Linked DNA regions of Zea mays: region 2 is linked to region 1. Evidence: chromatin contacts called from public Hi-C data. All regions are on one chromosome and are shown on one strand. Each heading gives the region's core, a stretch centred on a gene start, on an enhancer-like site or on the middle of the called end of the contact. The rest is flanking DNA. Distances are from core to core; before and after follow the strand shown.

The links. A called contact is a pair of places that touch in the nucleus more often than the background predicts.
Region 2: a Hi-C map of ear shows a contact between it and region 1, with 1.7 times the contacts expected there. The contact joins the promoter of LOC100286253 here to the enhancer-like site in region 1. A contact is called at or near these places in 6 of 25 Hi-C or Micro-C datasets (ear, endosperm and leaf).

What each region holds. Positions count from the first base shown.
Region 1 is chr1:229,126,824-229,133,934 of Zm-B73-REFERENCE-NAM-5.0, reverse strand. LOC103643369 (a long non-coding RNA gene) reads left to right here. Exons shown (of 6, transcript NR_163820.2): 2 at 1-154; 3 at 235-1,599; 4 at 1,679-1,751; 5 at 2,812-4,376; 6 at 4,508-4,854. Among protein-coding and RNA genes, the nearest start is that of LOC103643369, 5.7 kb to the left of the region's middle. Within about 2 kb of position 2,579, at least 11 of the 20 cell types and tissues checked have an H3K27ac peak or open chromatin away from gene starts, as enhancers often do. A contact at or near this core is called in ear, where this site is marked.
Region 2 is chr1:229,271,006-229,278,116 of Zm-B73-REFERENCE-NAM-5.0, reverse strand. It overlaps LOC100286253 (protein kinase domain containing protein), which reads right to left and starts at 2,425. Exons shown (of 2, transcript NM_001159140.1): 1 at 1,904-2,425; 2 at 588-1,793. The coding sequence starts at 2,273. The coding sequence ends at 1,102.

The DNA of each region.
Region 1 (7,111 bases), core at 1,330-3,829:
GAGAAAAGGTCCAAAATGGACAAAAACCGACACAATAGTGATCATCTGTTACACAAAGAAAAGGCGACCACACACACCACTCTACTCCGGCCAGATGGCAGCAAGGCCCTTGGCACCATTTGACCCAAGTAACATACAGCAACATTTGACCCAAGTAACATACAGCAACATTTGACCCAAATATCGTGGTGCACTTTGTAGTAGCTATGTAAGCTCTTTGTATCCTCCATGCAGGTTTACTGCTGGGACAAGCATATGCCACCCAATATATGGTGGTTAACCTGGAAGGATTCTCGGATCTTCAGAAAAGGGTTGTGGAAAACTAACTAAACCAAGTTAGCACTTTAATTGATTTTGTAGTGCAGACCCAGTTGTCCAACTAAGTTTTATTTCACTCCTTTAGATGGGTGGTGGAGTACTCAAGTATACCTAGTTTTGGAATTCCTCTCTAGTCTAACAAGCATTTGGGTTTGAGTAAATGATATTTATCTATTCTATGTTTTGTTTTGTTTTTTGACACTTTGGTTCATGTCTTGTTCTGGTGTTTTTCAGCTTTCATTCTGTTAGAGTGTTATTTACGTTGCTGTGTATATCTCCCTTGTAATGGGCCTTGGCCTACAACACTCAACTATATATATACACTCCCAAGCCTGGTTAGGGTTAGGGTTTCACTCTCCAACTCATTCAGTACATCTCAATAAACGATATAATTATCAGAAAAAGGTTTGTGCTTAACTTAGGAAAAAAGAACAAGGAAAATAGGCTACTAATTTATCTGAAGTAACAGAAAGGGATGTGAGTTCTATAGAGTTTATGTAGAGATATATCATTGTTTTCAACGTTTTTGGTAGATTTGCAAATCAGTGTAATACAATTAAGAATGCTACTGAGTAACTCCTAACATTTAATACTCTTTCTGAGATGCTGATTAACGACATTGAGGTGAGTGGATTATTATCCTATTATATTGAACAATCCTTCTGTCAGCGTACTCAGCTTGCACCATATCACATCCAACATTATTTAGGCCAGTAACCAAATTCTCATAGGACATGTATTGCTTCCTTCTTTTGTAAAGCAGCTTATGTAGTCTTTGGTACATAATGCAAGTTATGTCGGGTGAAGCAAGGATAAACTATTTGAAGGATATATCCTTTTGACTATGATTGAAAGGGTGGGCTGTATTGTTTGATGTGACCTGTGTATAACATAAAATAAGGAGGATGACTATGTGAAACTTAAGTATAATAGTTTCTGGACTTTGATTCTTATCCAGCAAGTTGAGTGACTAGAGATCCTGTGCTTACTTGTGATCTCTTCAAGACATCACTACTATTTTCATTAGAATCAATTGTACATTCACTCTAATATAATGTTGCTCACTGCTTCCAGAATTCTGTTTCTGAATGCCAAGCATGTGGTACAAAATTTAGGAGCATATGACCTGTAAAGAGTCAATCCAGATAATAATGATCAGATGCAATTATTCTCTTCGATATGACGACGTGTTTACTATGATTCATTCATATTTGATATTGCATTCCGTTCTAAGGAAAAGAGCTTACACTTCATTTGTTTCAATCCAAATGTTTATTTCAGGTGAAAAATCTTAAGGCTGGCATCTGCTGTTTGAGATTTTTTTGGCTCATATCATAACTATGCTATTTTACTCCTGTAGGCCCAACTTGGTGAGAATCTTCCCGTTCTGGGCTATGCAGTAATGGTCAAAAGGTTTTCTTTAATGGTTATATGTAAGCTCTACAAATTTTTATCCAGCTTCAAGTTTAAATTATTGCCACCAAAGTTGTGCAACTGTAAGTATGGCTTGTAAAAGAGACCCCTCAAAGGCCAACGCACTCGTATGGCTGAAAAGTTGCTAGAATCTGTATGCTCATATGTTCCCATCAGCGAACATCAGGTTGCTATATTTCTAGGGCATCAAGATTCATCATGCAGTTCCTACTGTGATGTTCAGTTCCCCTTTGAGCTTTAAGGCCAACCCTGGAATATAGCTAATTAAATCACCCAGCCCTCTAGTTCAAATATATTTGTATCTATAACTTGCTAAATGAGCACATCCATGACTAGCCTGATAGTGAAAGATGGTGTAGATAGGCATCAAAGTAAAAATGATAAAAGCTATTGCTTTCTAAAGAACGGGGACTCTACAAATATGGAATATTTATCTTCAACATCATCCCTGGACTTAATGAACTCAAGTCCTACACGTGGTACAGGATGCTGATTAAAGGTTCCCTAATTGCAATTATTTGTCACATATGGTTTTTCTTTGCACTTTCATGATCTGTAGTGAGATCCTGTTCATAACAAGGCTAGTTAGTGCCAGTAATAATCCATGTAACCGCTAATTTCTTATACCGTAGTAGAGATATTGCCGCACCATACCAACTTAAAATAAAGCACTGTTTGAATACAGAAGTACAGGGTACAAAGGAACGGAGGAAGGAAGGTGGTGATAATTGTTCTGTATGGAAAGGGGGTCCCATGGCAATGTTAACTCTAGGAAGGGTGGAATGGTTGGTTACAAGGCCATGTGCAACGGGAGGGGCACAAGTGGGGAACAGGGGTTGCACGGGATAACATGGGAGCCATGTCTCTCCATGTTGCTAGTGTGTATCTGTGTATAGCTTTCACTATTTGCTGGACCCCCTCTGGCAAGGGAATAACTGCCAACAATTCATAATTCGCCACTTCCACTTTCATCTCCTACCCTTTTCCTGCCTATATTAGCAACCAAAAGAAATGGAAGCTTTACAATTTCCTCTTTTTTTTCCCATTTGACTTCTGCAGATCATGCTCGCTCTGATTGGCAGTCATCGTCATGGCTGAGCGGAAGAGAATCCATTCTCCTGAGATGTGATACTTTTGTTGAGTTTGGCTTTTTGAAAAGGGGAATCAAACTGATTCCTCAAAAGCTACCTTGTACTCAACTGAGTTTCAAGTATTTGGAAAACTTGCCGTTCTATTATCGTTTCCTATTTGAACTCAGTTTGGAGTTGCACTGGGAGGATTTGTGTGCTTTGGGCTTGGAGAACATGATACCAGTGGCTGTTACCTATTGCTTAAAGTATCTGGACGGGTCAAACAAAATGGATATTATCTGGAAGAGTTCTAATGCCCTGCGGGTTTGGTTTGCTCACTGAATCATTAAGCATGCATGACTGTCTTCCAGAGTAGTGCACCAGTAACTAAGCAGCATATTCAGGTGAACTGGACTTCTGACTGGCACTGTGACATTTTGGTCGCTTTGTGTTTGGTCTGTAAGGACAGTCTCACTCAAGTGTGTGCTTTAGGTGATGGTACCTTTTGTGAAACCATGGGGAACCTTTGCAGTAAAACCATGATAGCATTGAAGAATGGCGTTTTAACCCAACCAGAAGGGAGGTCACTGCTCAGATCTGATGGTCACATGGGCAGGATATCCTCATTTGGCTACGGCCAAATTTTGTGAGTCGTTTGAAACTTCAGAGGTGTCAAATACAGCAACCACTTGGAGATTAAAGCCGATGTTTGAGTTTGGTGAATTGCTTTGGTCCAGCTCAAATATACCTGTGCAGTTGTGCGTCAGTGTCTGTTTAGTTCCCACGCCAATGGTCAGCTCTGCAATTTGCTCACCTTTCTGGAAAATGCTGGGTGATGTACATCAACATTTCTATGTCAGATTGGTATGGTTGTGCTGTAACCACTGCCATCCTGGTTAGTGGTGCCAGATATTGCAGTGTAAACAACTACTACATATGTTCTGATGGCATCAGGAGACCTGTATCATCGGGCGTACAACTCCCACACAGACACAGCAGGGCCAGCCAAATTGGCTGGCTCACTTTGATTGTGGGGCGTTGAAGCATTGTTGTCAACAGTTGGTCCTAGCTTCACTTGCTGGATAGGTGCTGATTCAAAAGGTCGTTGTAGTGCAGCATATAGTAGCTTTGTACAACCGCACAAGGGCAGGGATTATGGAGGGGCCCAACAGTTGGCAAAGCTTAACATGTCGAGCCAATGACAGCTCCCGACCTTGGACAAGAACAATCTTGGAGGTTTGCTGCGGCAGAAATGGTCCTCCCAGGCACACAGCGCAAAGCCAGTGCAGTGCTGTCGTTTTCTTCCGGGAAAGAAGCTTCCTTTCCTCTAATAACGCCAACTTAATCTGTGATTAACTTCTCCCTTTGGTGAAGGGGAAGATGAAGGGCCAGAGAGAGAGAGAGAGAGAGAGAGAGAGAGAGAGAGAGAGAGAGAGAGAGAGAGAGAGAGAGAGAGAGAGAACTGGGAAGGTATTCATCAGTTCCTTCAGGGGCAAGCTCTAATTATTCGGCGAGCTTAGGAGTCACGTCTCGGCATGTGATTCGGTATCGGAGGTACGAGAGGCTTGTGGTGGCTAACCATGGTGCGTGGTCCAGCGGCACAAGCCACAAGCTATGCTAGATTTGCGATTTCATCTTGCAATCATGGACGGTTCTTTCTACTAGACTTGATTAGTTACTTGCAGGCTTGAAGAGGACAAAGCCACGAAGGGAAAAAAAAAGATACATACATGCTTAGATGGTCTCCACTCTCCAGCAACACACGGGACCATACGTGTTTAGCTGGACCATCATCGATCACCGTGTCTCACCGGCACGCAGTAGGTGTGCTGCGACCTGCATGCGATGGTGGACCATGCATAGTCGCTATCCTCTCCGGTCAGGTGTGTAAAGATGTGTTGTTTTAAATTATATTATGACGTGACATTGGTGTCTGAAGAGTCGAAATCGCTACTGATTGCTGTTAGAGCTTAGAGTCTGAAGGGTGTAGTTAGCGGAAGTGTAAAAATTAATGTTTGGCTAGCTCGAGCGCATCTGCCTTCTCTTGGTAAAATTCCTGGCCGGTGCGGTGCGTTTTCTGATGCTGCCATGCACGCACGCACGCACAAGTAATCTCAGCCTCATCAACAGCATGCGGCTTTATTTGTGTCATTGCGTGACGCTGACACCACAGAACACGACAAGCAGCAAAGCGCCCGCTCCCGGTATCGGAGGAGGAAGCTCTCTTCTTTCTCCACGCCTGCACCGGCCCAGGCGGCTCCTTTATTTTTGCTCTTCCGCTGCATCCAGCAGCCGTGCTGTGCTGCAGTGGAAAAGCCGCAACTTTACAAATGTTTACATATATATATATATATATGCCGTGTGTCAGTGTAGTGTTCGAGTTAACATATATGTATATATAAACACATACCATAGCAGATGAAAAGAAACTGGCACATCATGGTGTCGTGTCGCTGTCAGGCGGCGTAACGCAAGAGCCATTAAGAAATTCAGTCTCGCACACTTGTACAGCCTCCCACGCTAGCTCTCGCTTTGATCCGATCTTATCATTTGCCTTGCGTCGCGACCCAATCATTTTAACATCACCTTTTTCTTGCACAAGGGACGATGCCCTTTTCCTTTTTACCGGTTTGTCACCCTAGGACGCATGATGCCTCCGCACATTGCTCGTACCCTACTCTTTCAGGCGTGGTTAGCTCCGCGCCGACATGCATCTGCTGATATGCATGCGTGCGTGCCTAGTGTTTATAAAGCTACTAATACTAACATATATCTTTTATCTTGTGCTAATGCTACGATTTTAGAATAGGGAGAAGGAGAGATGTTATGTGGCGGCGGCGCTAGAGAGGCGGCGCTAGAGAGGGGAGGTGGTCAAGGGGTCGTATTGGGAGAGGAATGATGAATGATCCAAATAATATTGTCTATTAGATTTGAGTAAAGGAGAAGAGGTTATTTAATGATCTGAACCGTTGGTTTTGACAGTGTGTTAAGCCTGTGCGCAATTTGTTTGGTGGATTTAGTAGAGGTTATGAGTGTTGGGCGATTTAGTTACGTGGATTTTGCAAAGTTTAAACTGGTGCATATTATATAGTGGTATAGGTATATATATTATCGAGTATTTGATTTGCTCAATTATTAGTTGCACCTAGAAAATCAAAACTGTGACATATAATACATATGCCATGCATTAATCTATCATAATAATTGGACAATGTGAAGTAAAGTTTTGTATGAATAAACAAGCTTTAGAACAATAGAATGGGGCTCGATCTCCTATATTTTGACAAACAAAATAATTCAATACATTTATGTTCCATTCTATTACGGCATACAGTTTTCAATAATGCTTTGAACTACAATGGTTATTTCGCCCTCTCTCAAGCATTGACCAAACCACTAGACAAGAACACACGCCATTACCTACATTGAGAAGTTAGACAGGAATCATGAGATCGAGAAGGTAATAAGCAAAATGAAGAACTCATTTGTCGACCAATCGAGATGGCAGCGAGGAGATTCTTGTGGCAAATGTTGCCTCCTCCCGCCAACAGTGATGGTGTCACCCACAGTGTGCGCCGAGAGATGGTAAGTGTCGATGCACTGAATAGTCTTTGCCGAGTGTTACACTCGGCAAAGACTTCGCTGAGTGTTTTTTATGCTTTGCCGATTGCTTTTTGTCGGGCACTTGATAAAGACTTTGCCGAGTGTCACCTGGCTCTCGGCAAAGAAAAGTCACCGTCACGGGCGCCCGGTGACGGCGACAGAGACTTTGCTGAGTGTCACCGTGACACTCGGCAAAGGCTCACTTTTTATCGAGTGTCTATTGTACTGGCACTCGGAAAAGAAGCTCCCCATGGGCCCCTTTGCCAGTACCTTTGCCGAGTGTGTTAGGAGGCACTCGACAAAGGCTCCGTCTTTGCCAAGTGTCAGGTGGCCTAGCTCTTGGCAACGGGGAGCACAAGTGTGTCCCTTTGCCAGTTCCTTTTGCTGAGTGCGTTAGGAGGCACTCAGCAAAGGTTGCTTCTTTGCCGAGTGTCAAGGCCACAACACTCGGTAAATAAGCTTTACCGGTTCCTAGGTGTGTCTTCTTTGTCGAGTGTTATGGCCTTGACACTCGGCAAAGTGACCAGCATATCCTTTTTTCTTTGTTTTTGTTATTACATCCAAACAAAAAAAGATATATCACATATACATCACAGATATCATAAAATCATCACATACATCAAACACACGACATAGCTCACAAAGATCACATATTTCTTCACAAAGATCACAAAGTCACAAGTACC
Region 2 (7,111 bases), core at 1,176-3,675, 140 kb before region 1:
AGAGAGAGCTGCGTGCGCCTAGTCTGGGAGCACATGTGTCCCTTTCAACGGTTTTTGTTAAAGTCAAGCTCTCAACTGGCTACTTCGTCGTGCCGTGCTAAACACCATACGTACTCCTAATGTCTAATCATTTGTCTTGCATTATTAGATTTTTTTTTTCAATTTAAAACTTTACCGATATCGACAATTTACCAGAAATGAGCCAAACTAAACGTATTACTATGAAAAAATTATTATTCTAACAATGAGACCGATTGTTGGCCACACGTCGGTTCTTTCGTGCATATAATTAGGAGAATAAACGAGAGAAAAGGGATATAATTTCTTGACCAAGAATGAACGGTGCAGTGTTTTCTTACGTCTACTGATAGCAGGGTATGGGTTGGTATTATAATCGGCTTGAGTTGTCCCCGAGAAAGGAGATGCGAATATGTGCCCCCGAAACTAAGGGTTTGAACGCTTTGATGCAAACACCCAATTTATTAGTCCGGCTGGACCTCTGACAGCGGAATAAAATCGTATCAGCGCCCAATTTATTTCTGAACAATGACTGTGCCGTTCACCAAAGGCGCATTCTCAAGAAGCGATTTTTTCCCCATTCACACAGGTTTAACAAACCAAGCTCTCAACAAATCCAATACAAATTGAAATCTAGCTAAATTATAGGTACAAAGAAGAAACACTCCATGTACTTTGCCAAAATAACAAAAGAAACTACCAATAAGAATCAACAAAATCTTAGAATCGTGTGCTGCACGATCCATATTTTTTGGGCTCTCCCAAGTAGATGCTGCTTTGGCACATAACATATGATGCAAACCCCCCATCAGCACACAGATTAGCCCTGCCTTTTTACCTCCTCCAAACCTTTCCCCTAATCAACTCTCTCTCTCTCTCTCTCTTCAATTTTCACCACGCTTTTCTCCACTTCTTTTTTGATTCGTCCTTTTGATGTGCTCGCACACCAGCAACGCTTTGTTCTCCTAGCAACCAATGTTCGCGCGCCACGTGTGCGATGCACGCACGTCAGCACCGCAAGTTAACAAGTCGGCAAGCCAGATCTGGGCGCCTCGGAGGACGCGACGACCCCGCCCTCGTGGCTCACACCTTCCTCTGGCCGTCCGATCTCCTCTCCACGGCGGAGATGGATCCCTGCGCGCGCTGCTCCAGGGTGCGCACCACGTCGGCCATGGACGGCCGGAGGCTGGGGTTGTCGCCGACACAGGCCGCGGCCAGCGCCGCCACCGCGGCGGCCTCGGCGGCGTCGTAGGCGGTGCCGAGCCTCTCGTCGACCAACCCGCGCGCGTCGCAGGGCGGGTCGCCTGCCCTGAGCCGCGGCGCGACGACGGCAGTGAGGAGCCGGCCTTCCTCCGCGCAGAAGGCCTCCATCCCCGTGAGCAGCTCCAGGAGCAGGACGCCGAAGCTGTACACGTCGCTCTTCTTGGTGACCACGCCGGAGCGGATGTAGTGCGGGTCGACGTAGCCTGGCGAGCCCAGCATGGTGCGCGCGGACGAGCGCGGGCGGACGGCGGCCGAGAACCCCATCCGCGCCGACCCGAAGTCGCACAGCTTGGCGGACATGGACGCGTCCAGGAGCACGTTGGACGCCTTCACGTCGCCGTGCACCACCTGCGGCTCGCAGCGGTCGTGCAGGTGCTCGAGCGCGCGCGCCACCTGCAGCGCCACCGACACCCGCCGCGCCCACGGCATCGTCCCCGCGGCCTTGCCCCCGCCGTGGAGCCGCTCGTGCAGGTTCCCGTTCGCCGCGAACTCGAGCACCAGCACGCCTTCGTCTGCGACTCGGGGGGAAAAAAAAGCCAGAGCCTTCCGTCAGCACTCAGCACAGCACAAGGAAGGCGCACTAGGCGGAGCGCGAGAAAGCAGAGCAGAGGAGATGACCCACCTTGCTGGTCGCAGAAGGCTAGGAGGCGGACGATGTGCGGGTGCCGGACGCGCTGGAGCGCGTCGAGCTCCTGGCGGAACACGCGGTGGAGGCGCTCGCTGCTGCGGTGGACCTTGACGGCGGCGAGCGCGCCGGAGAGGCGCGCCAGGTACACGGTGCTGAACCCGCCCTCGCCGACCACGGCCGAGGTGAACCCGCCCGTCATCGCCTCAACCTGCGCCCACGACAGCCCCCGCGGGCCGGCCTCGACCCCCTTCTCGGCCTTGCCGTCGGACACCCCGAAGCCCCCGTCCTCGTCGCGTTCCCGGCCGTCGGCCGCCGCATTGGCGCCACACCCGCAGCAGAAGAACCTGTACCTCTGCACTCCCATCTTGTCCAAAGAAAGTTTCTTGAACAAACCAGGGAGGAGTGGAGAGGGGAGATGACAGCGGAGGAGGACTTGTGAGGCACCTAGAGGCTTGTGGGTGAAGAAGAAGGGAGATGATGGCGCCTCTGCCTCTCTGTATTTGTTTCTCTGTGTACTTGGGGTTGGGATGGGCGGAAGGCTGATATATATATGGGAGAGGTGTATGGGGGATTCAGATTTGGTGGGGGGTTTGAACTGTGAAGTGCCAACTTATCAGGATCACAGGATGTAAACTGTGGAGGGGATGATGTAAGCAAGCGAGAAACTTGTTTATGCAGTCATTGGCATGCAGATGCAGCAGCGCCGCAGACCTGCAGTGGCAGGGATGATAGGGTGCCTGACAAGTGGACCCACCTTACTCACAAGGACAGTACTATTGTTGCCTCACCAAATATGCTATTAGGCGGGGACTCATCGATCGAACCAACCGTTCGTTATTATTATTATTATTGGTGTTATTAATCTATTCCTCCATTATCCGTGGAGCTCCATGGATTACAGCGAGACTATGCACTTGTTTAGACCGTATAATTGGACCAGTACACCAATACACGTACCGTGTGTGACGACTAGATGTATGCATGCATGATCAACAAACATATCAAGGGAGTGAGCCTGTGTCTGTCCAGCTCCAGTAGGTGTGGAAGCTTGCGGCCGATTAGGTTTCAGCTGAAGCTTAACGAATAACGACGGCACGCATCATATGGGCAAAGCCGAGGCGTGAACAGTGGACGTGGTTCCTTTCCTTGGCGATCCAGGATGTCTCGCACCCACCACTGATCGGTGACCGATGCAGCAGCAGCACTGGGCTGGGCTGGGCTGGGCTGGGCTGGGCTGGGCAGGTTCTTGAGGTGACGTTTTCCAGGGCTTGTACATACATACATCGGAAAAAGCCGGAAGCTTCAGCGGGCAGCGGACATGTCAGGTTGCCGCTGCCGAGCTCTGGTCAGCTCAAATCAGGAAAAAAGGTCCTGATGACCGGTCGCTTGCTCGCTCACCGCATGCCGCAGCAGTGAAAAAATAACATCGAGATTTAACCAGTATGGTTACTGCTACTAGTACGATAGTTACGGCGACTGGCCAAGTGTTAGGTGAAAAACCGGAGCTCTTATTTATCCTGCCTAGACATGTCCAAATGGACCGGCCCGCCAGTGGGCCCGTGACCCGGCACGGTCGTGGCCCGGCACGAGCACGGTCCAGCCCGACTAGAACCGTGCCCGGGCCGGCCCGGTCCGATAGCCGTGTCGGGCTTGGGCTAGTCTTCTGGCCCGCGGTGCAGGCACGGGCCCGGCACGATTAATTAGTAGACACGATAACGGCACGTTTTAGGACCTTATTTTGTAACTGTCAGTCTGTTTTTAGCTATAATACTGATAATATGTTATTATATAAGAGTATTCGAAATTGTTATATGTGTTTATATGTGTATCTAAAATTCTTTGTCTAAGTATGTATCTAAAATTATAAATATAATTAATTGAATTTAAACTAAATTTGAATATTATCTTTAAATTCTGAATTTTAGATTGTTTTTTGTGTGTTATAACCGTGTCGGGTCTAGGCTGCGTCAGCCAGCCCGCGGGCCGGCCCGGCCCGACACGACACTAAACCGTGCCGGACTTGGACTGGCGCCCCTCGTGCCGGGTCCAGCCATGCCCGTGCCGGGCCGGTCCAGCACGGCCCGTTGGACATGTATACTCCTGCCTGCAGTACCTATACGGTTTGGGTTAATTATAATTCAAGCGGGGACGGAATTCTCGTCAGGGTTTTTATCCCACGTTACCATTCCTAGTCCGGACGCGTGTCGGTTTTGTTTGGGGATGGGTTTGGTTGGTGTGGTGGCGCAGCGCCGTGGTCCGGGGCCGGTTGGACGAGCAGGAGGCGGATGGTCAAGGAGGAGTCCAGGCCGACGGCGACGGGCGGGAGCTGGAGCCCGCGCGCTGGAGCCTGGAGGGAGGAGGACGCAGCGCATCCGAGAGCGGTGAGTCGTCCTCATGAATGGCGTCTTGTTTGGTTGCTTCTGAGGTTGAGCCATACGTACTGTACATGCTTCACGCGAGAACCCTGAAAAGAGCAAAGCGGACTTCCCACGCGTACGGGCATGACGAGAACCACAGGCGCGCGCACATCACACACAGAGAGACGCATCGGATTCCTGAACCTTCACACGAAATCCGGGCGCCTGTTCGCGTTCACTGAACCTTCAACACGCCCCGCAACATGGCGGCATGGGCTTTGGGTACGAGAGTTTTTAAAGGTGGCGGATTTATTATTATTATTATTATTATTATTGCGTCAAGCCACCCTCCTCTCGCTCGCCGGCTCGGTTGGCTTTTATGGGTCGAACGTAGCGCTCTCTGCCTCTCTAAAACCTCCCTTGCAATGCAATGCAATGCGACGCCATCTCGATGCCACGGACCGATCCAACAAGAGTACGGGTGGATAATGCAATGCGACGCCATCTCGACTGGTCCAATCCAACAAGCCAACTAGCCAAGACATGGATAAGGTGACATGTCACTGCAGCCAAAGAGTACGGGTGGCTTCTACGCCTGCCAGTGCAGTGTAATGTACCTCCTCGTGCTCGTCAAGTTGCCTCTGAACCTGAAAAACACGCTGCGGTTTTCGCGCGCGCGCGCACACACAGCTGATGTAAAAAAACGGAAGCAAGCAGTGAGACTCTTGCACAGGATGGTGGAGAGGTGGACACTGAGATGAGCTGATGACTGGTGAGGTGACTCGGCATCCATTCGATTGGGGGGGGACCAATCACCAATCTGGGCCGGGCCCCTCGGAGGTTTGGCGGTGCGTCGGCGGGAGGGCGGCCGGGAAGCAGGCGGCGCGCGCGAGCTATCTCGGTGTGACGCGCCACCTATCGGGGTCCTGCACTGCACGCGTCTCGTCGGCCACTTTCGTTTTGCTTCTTCCAGGGGAGGGAACGGGGCGTACGGCCGGCTTCTGCTGCTGCTGATTGCTGAAATCAAGGCCGGCTCGTACGGCGCGAGCAGGAGGTCGCTGCGCCGATGTCGTCAGGCACAGGGACTGTGTAGTGTAGGCCAGGACGCAATCATTTGGCAGGCGGCAGCTGACTCGGACGCCTCACCTCTCAACACCAGATAGCCGAACAAAATGTTTCATCAGAGCAACAGCCAAAAGGACGCTCTCAGCCTGTGGTAGTAGACTAGTAGTAATTAAACTCGCATAGGCCTGAGGTCCCAGTGGTTTTAGTTTGAAACAGCTGGCTGCAAGAACAGTGCCAATGCCATGGAGGACTCGAGTTGCGGAGAATGGGATGATAGGTGTCCTACCCTGTGCCACCGGGAAAAAAAACGAGGCGTTTACCTTTTTTTTATTAGGACACGAGCAGGCAGGCACGCTCGTCGTTGAATCGTCCGTCGGTTTCCAGGCCTACAGAACGTATCACCGCACGGAGCACGCACTGGTGAATCGCGCGCGGTTCACGTCAGGATATGGATTGCATTGACGTCCATGGCGAGTTGTACAGGTGCAGCGGCCGGCGGCCGGTCCCGTCGTAGAAGACGACGTCCTAACGCGTATAACGTAATGGGGCTCCAAGTTCCATCACGTTTCTGAATCACGCGAATTTATGTCTCCGGAGACCGGAGGATCAGAGCGACGGACGACGACGTGTGGGTGTGGGCGTGTGGCTGCTGTATTTGTTTCTGAGAAGTGAGAACGGCTGAACGGGGGGACGTGAAGCAAGCGCGAGGAGCGTTCGGGGGCTTGCGACGTGTACCTACCACCTGCATTCTGCCTCTGCGCGACTGGAGTGTGGGAGCCCTCGAGAGAATGAGACAATCGGGCATTCAGACAGGACCTACAGTGTATTATACTATAATAAATAAATAAATAAATAAATAAATAAATAAATAAATAAATAAATAGTTTTGTTATACATGTAGTGCAAATTTAGGCAATGATTACATACATAATTGCGAGGAAGAAGGTCCCAAGTCGCAACTGAACAAAACCGTGTCGTAAAGCTGCAACAGAGCTCTGCAGCGACGGAGCAACCTGTAAAACAAACAAACAAACAAACTAGTAGTCCTTCAGATAATGGGGTCCGATCGGCGCTGATTGCAACAGCAGCGTTGCGATCTGCTCTCATTGGGTGCAGCTGTAGGCCTGTGCTCTTCTTTGATTTTCTTTGGAGAGCCCTGCCAGACTCTTGTTTCTAGTATATGCTGAGCCCGACCCTCGTTTCTAAAACGGATTCTTCGGCTCGCTAATCCCGTTTAGCTTGCCTAATCCGACAATCCTGAGCAGAACCCGGTTGCCCGTGAAACAGAGACGGTGCGTGCAAAAGCCGTGCGTGCGTGCGTGGGCGTGGCGTAACTTCAAATCATGGCACCTGCCACCTCCTTTCACCTTTGCTTGCGTCATGAACACCATGATTACTTTCTGCAACAAGGTGGTGTAGCTTGCATTCGCAGTTATTCATTCGCACCAATAGAATCCGGCTGTCCATCAGAGATTCGAGGATCAGAGTTAAAGATCAAGAGGCGGACACTTATCCCAAACGGGGTCTAAGATGATCGCCTCTATTGATTAACAAATGCGACCGATGCCGTCTCAGAAAATCGCCTTTGACAGAGATGGGCTAAAATGATTTTCAGATGTAGGAGTGCTAAGATACCCATCTCTAAAAAATAGTATTAAGAAGGAAAAAAAATAATCCACACCTTTTATATGTATTAGACATTTTATATCGAAACTATAGCACTCACTGCGACCTGCATTATTGTAGTTGAATAATTTTTTTTTATTAACTGTTTAAAGTC